Linked DNA regions of Mus musculus: region 1 is linked to region 2. A link is a contact called in public promoter capture Hi-C data. All regions are on one chromosome and are shown on one strand. The core of a region is the stretch at or near the end of the contact, and the rest is flanking DNA. Distances in the headings are between cores, read along the strand shown. Region 1 has its middle 19 kb from the start of Slc22a5. Region 2 overlaps Shroom1 (shroom family member 1).

Region 1 (2,700 bases), core at 190-2,689, 450 kb before region 2:
TACAGGTGGCAGGGGGAGGGGAGGCTTCTTCAATAGTCTTTTAACTAACTCAATCCAAAGGGCACAGCAAAGCACACCTAGATCTCTCCGAGGAACAAAATGAGCTAAACACAGATGAGGTTCTACAGACTGAGAAAAACCAGTGTACAAGCTAGGTCTGGGGAAACCTGGGTGCTGGGAAAGTCTCCAGCCACACTGATTGAGCAAAGGTCTCCAGGCCAGAAAACATGTCTACTGCAGCCTTCTGCACAAGGGATTTTACATTCCTTCCCTTGAAGGCACAATCTGTTGTGAGGTTTTTCTCAGCAAATCTATAGATAATGAACCTACCTTTATAGAAGATGTCACCTGTACTCTCCAAAGAGTTTTGAGGTAACCATGTCTGACCTCTAGCATGCACCATGGTGTGTGTATGCCTTCACTCATAAATACAAACACACATACACAGATGCACACCCATGCACACTACACACACCAACAAAACATTTTACTTTTTATAAACTGAGTACTAATATAAACTGAGTACTAATTAAGGGAATAATTTGATACCATTTTTCCATCTAACACATACACATAGACTATGCAGCATCTCAATTATAGAATACCAATGAGATGGTTATTAAATACCCTCTTATGCTATAGCCTCAACTACATAGAAAATTTGAGGCCAGCCTGAGCTACATGAGACCCTATTTCAAAAAAAAAATAGCCAGTAGGCAAATTAATTATTAATAAATGGTGGGTGAATGAAGAAACTGTTAAAAGATTTTGAGGGGAAAAAGCTGGAAGAAAATATTAATTGTCTGGTATTGGTACATGTTTGGATGGTAGAATTACAGAGAATTCCTGTTTCTTTTCTATGGTTTTCTCACGCTTTACAAATACTCCCACAAATATATTACATTGTTAACCATAATAAGGCTTTAAAATAAATACCTTTATTGTCTACCACAGTACCAGGTCTTGGTCATTGTTTTTCTTATTTTCATTGTGCTTGGATAAACCTAGCCTCTGACAAATGCTTCCTAGCCAGTGAGCTACACTTCCAAGTAGGCCTTAGGAAACAAATGCACAGAACTTGAAGAATGCAAAGCTCTGGCCCTGGGGCGGCTCAGGATGCTTGCTCAGCCTTGTGTCTCCTCCCCACCACTATCTCGGAGTTTTAGGAGGCTGAGCCCAGGTCAAAGTCATCCTATGAGTGTTTCACACTTCCCATTACAGCATTCACCTCTCCTCTAGTTTAGACCCAACCAAGCTGGTTCCGCTGGGGTGAAATACCTTATCACCGAGCTGATATTTAACAGACTGCTAAGCAGATTGTAAAAAGTAAAAAACAAACAAACAAAAAAAAAAACCCTAAAGATATGAACTATTACCCAGTGCCTATGTCTGGTTGGCACGGGAAAAGTCTAAACCCTGATCTTGTGAAACTTGAGCCTAGATTGCTCCATCCCTAGGCTCTGAAAGTTTCCTAGGCAACTGTCAGGGCACCAGGCAGTGGTGGCACATGCCTTTCATCCCAGCACCCGGGAGGCAGAGGCAGGTGGATCTCTGTGACTTTGAGACCAGTCTGGTCTACAGAGCAAAGTTCCAGGACATCCGTCTACACAGAGAGGCCTATCTGGAAACAAAACAAAACCAAACAAATGAAACAAACAAACAAACAAAAAACCCTCACAGTGATCTACACCCCACTTGTCCACCAGCCAGCCATGCAGCTCTGGCTTTCCCAGTTCCGTCCTCCACCCCCTCGCTGCTCTCCACACCTCCTCATTGTTGGGTTTGGGGGTAGGAGTTCACGAGGGACACTGAGATGGATTACAGGGGAGTAGTGAGTTTATTAGAAGAGTTACTGATGCTGTGGGCAGACAGTGCGGTGGGGGCTCAGAGGAGAGCTCAGGCCCCGGCATCAAAGACAGCATGGCAGGGTCTCTGATTCACAGATGGAAGGGGTTGGGGATCGGGATGTAAGGCCATCAGTACTCACTCTGATGTAAACTCTTTTCCAAAGTACGAGAGCCTGATACCAAGAAGTCTGACTAGGACTCACAGTTTCTTAGGTGACTGTAGTATTAAGTTGGATGTAGAGACCTTGAAGTTGGCTCAAAACTCCCCAAGACCAAGTTCTTAGCACTAAAAGAGATGTATTTATCCAAGAGGGCAAGGATAAGGGACAAAGACCAAAGACCGAGGACAAGGAACGAGGGAAAGGAACACAGACAGGGAAGGGATATTTTCCCTGGAGGACAAAAGACTGCCTCTGGATAAAGAGGAGGCAGATGTGGCCCACAGGCTAATGGTGGTTTATAAAGACAACATAACAGGGGAAAACCAATGTTAGAATGAGGTGTTTAATTTTATTTATTCATTTATTTATTTATTTATTTATTTATTTATTTATTTATTTATTTATTTATTGGTTTTCTTTTTTAGACAGGGTTTCTCTGTGTAGCCCTGTCTGTCCTAGAACTCACTCTGTAGACCAGGCTGGCCTCAAACTCAGAAATCTGTCTGCCTCTGCCTCCCAAGTGCTGGGATTAAAAGTATGTGCCACCACTGCCCTTCAAGGTGTTTAATTTTAATTGGGCGTGTTAATTAGGTGAACCAGCTGGGCGTGGTGGCGCATACCTTTAATCCCAGCACTTGGGAGGCAGAGGCAGGCGGATTTCTGAGTTCGAGGCCAGCCTGGTCTACAAAATG
Region 2 (2,700 bases), core at 68-2,567:
TTCAGGTAAGGGCTAGGACAACCTGCTGGCTCCTTTGCCGAGGAGAACTGGGGGCTTACACGTGCCCTCCCCGGTCACAGGGTTCCTAGCTCTGGCATCTTCTTTCTCATCAGAATGGTAGAGAAACTCTTGAGGTTGACACGGTCTGGGCAATAGGATGCGCGCAAGTCTGGGCGTTAGTTAGGAACCTTAGTTCTGACGTAGTAGATCCACTCCCTTGCCAGGGCTTCCCTAGTGGTACCTCTGCTCGGACACTCCTGCCGTGCTGAGACCAGGCACATGCTCAAACTCCAGTCCCACCCAGGCTGCTTCCTGGCCATTCTGTTAGCGTCTATGTTTGATCTTTTCCTGATAAACAATGATCAAGAACATTGAGATCACAGAGGAGCCCAGAAAAGGAATGCCAGAGGCAAGGCAGGAGCAGCGACAGCTTCTCAATTTGTCCACCCCCATTCTGTGCCCTTTATGGTCCAGGTGTGTAGCATAAATACTCATCTTAGTCCTCAACCCCCTAGGTGCCTTTTTTTTTTTTTTCAGATGAGAACCCCGCGGTTCTGAGGAGGAAGTGACCCGGCCCAGAGACACACACAGGTCGTAAGTGGCAGAGCCCTGCCTAGAATCGAGGCATGTCTCCAAGTTCACTGCAGCCAAAATTAATTTCCTAGAGGCAAACCCTGGCCAAAGCCCTTGCCATGGTCCCTCTTTCTCCAAGAAAACCCACAGTCAAAGTGTGAAATAAGTCAACTTCAAGTGCCATAAATTCCATAATAATACATTGGGTGGGCCCGCAACTATGTCTTCTGTCTAGGGAGCTTCATCAGACACCCACCTCTCTCATGCTACACCCACAGGACTCAGCTTGGAGGTCATGGGGTTCTTTGGGGGGGGGGGTCACTCATCACCCCTACTCTGCCATTGTTTTTTATTTCCTCCTCCCATTCCCACCCCCTGAGTGTCCTGGGGACAGGCCCTGCCTTTATATGTCACTCAGTGCCTGGCACCAGCCCTGGCATGTAGTCAATGTTAAATAAATAGTTGGTGACTGGCAAGGGGACAGACGGAGGCATGGGGAGTTGGTAGAGGGGTGGCCTTGGTAGAAAAGAGGAGGTTTACTGTCTTCCCCGCCCCCTTCTCCCCTCCCTATTAGTCTTTTCTGGGGAAAGCAACAGAATGGCTGAGGAGGCCCTGGCCACCACGGGTTTAACCAGGTTACTCATGCGTTATCAGGAAGAAACAGAGCCTGCAGGCAAGCAGGACTGGCTGGAAATTGATCTCTCCCCAGTGCCAGGAGGCAGAGCAAGGGGGAAGGCCTGTGTGGCTGCGCTGGGATTGGCTGAGAGCAGCTCTGAGGTTTGAGGATCTGTGACTCCCAGTGACCTATGTTGGAAGGTTGTCTTCCTTGACCTGCTTGGTTAGGGTGCAGAGAATAGGGTGGCACACACTGGGGGTGTGGTCCCAAAGCAGGCTCATTTGAGCTTCCCAGACACTTTGGAATACAGGTGGGCAAATCTCTCTGGGATGCAGTAGTCAACACATTGCTGGGAGTGGGGCCAGGAGCATAAAGCCTTCCTAAAGTGGAGAGGCAAGTGAGCCTCCACTAGACCTAGGGCCAGACTCTTGATGTGACCACACTGGGTGACTGACTCTTCATGTACAACAAGGCCAGCCCTGTTGGTTAGTCTTTACACTCAGGGCTGGTGATCTTTTCACAAAGGCCACAGGAGGGTAAGAAGCTACCAACTGAGTGACAGCCTCTAAGAAAATAGGCAACTCCTCTAAAAGGCCTACCCTGGCTGCTTAGACACCAGTGCGCTCGCTTTCTCTCTCTTCCTACGTTTTCTTTTCTTTAGAAACTTTTTTTTTTTTTGGCTAGGCAGTAGCGGCACACACCTTTACTTCCAGCACGTGGGAAGCAGAGGCAGGCGGATCTTTCTAAATTAGAGCCCAGCCTGGTCTACAGAGCAAGTTCCAGGACAGCCAGAGCTACACAGAGAAGTCCTGTTTCAAAAAAACAATAAAAATAAACAAATAAATAGGTTATCGGATGTGTGTGGTATATGCACAGGTGTGTACATTGGAAGCCAGAGGTGGATGTCTAATATCTTCCTCTGCCTCTTTTCACTTTTTTTTTTTTTTTTTTTTTGAGAAAGGGTCTCTCAATTATGTAGCCTTGACTGTCCTGGAACTTTTTAAGTAAACCAGGATGGGCTTGAACACTCAGAGATCCACTTTCCTCTACCTCCCAAGTGCCAGGATTAAAGACATACACCACCAAGCTTGGTTTACCCTACTTTTTTGTAACAGGCTCTTTGTTTTGCTTTGTCTTTTTTTCTTTCTCTAAACAGGGTTTCTCTGTGTTGCCCTGGCTGTCCTAGAACTCACTCTGTAGGCCAGGCTGGCCTCGTTAAAGGTGTGTGCCACCACTGCCTGGCTGAGACAGGCTCTTTTACTGAACATCATTTAGCTAGGCTAACTGGCCAATGAGTTTCAAGAATTCCCCTGTCTCTTCTCCTCCCCCCTACCCAGCAACAGCACCCTACTCTTCACTTGGGTGCAGGGGAGTCAAGGTTAGGTCTGCATGTTCATACAGCAGGTGACTTACTAACTCAGCCAGCTCTCCAACTCCTCTCTTCCTAATCTTTGTAAACCCAGATCATGGGCTGGCATATGTCATTCGTGCCTGGCCACGTTGGCATGCCA

The links. Promoter capture Hi-C pulls out the DNA fragments that hold promoters and counts their contacts.
Region 1: a contact with region 2 is called in a promoter capture Hi-C map of liver, with 2.5 times the contacts expected there. The contact joins two enhancer-like sites. A contact is called at or near these places in 3 of 39 promoter capture datasets (the 3T3-L1 cell line, hippocampal neurons and liver), 2 of 115 datasets of contacts at active chromatin or transcription factors (embryonic stem cells and pancreatic cancer cells) and 1 of 9 other capture datasets (liver).

What each region holds. Positions count from the first base shown.
Region 1 is chr11:53,909,835-53,912,534 of GRCm38.p6, reverse strand. No RefSeq gene overlaps it. Among named protein-coding and RNA genes, the nearest start is that of Slc22a5, 19 kb to the right of the region's middle. Within about 2 kb of position 1,439, at least 19 of the 459 cell types and tissues checked have an H3K27ac peak or open chromatin away from gene starts, as enhancers often do. A contact at or near this core is called in liver, where this site is marked.
Region 2 is chr11:53,460,453-53,463,152 of GRCm38.p6, reverse strand. All of the region lies in intron 1 of Shroom1 (shroom family member 1), which reads right to left. Among named protein-coding and RNA genes, the nearest start is that of Shroom1, 4.6 kb to the right of the region's middle. Within about 2 kb of position 1,317, at least 31 of the 459 cell types and tissues checked have an H3K27ac peak or open chromatin away from gene starts, as enhancers often do. A contact at or near this core is called in liver, where this site is marked.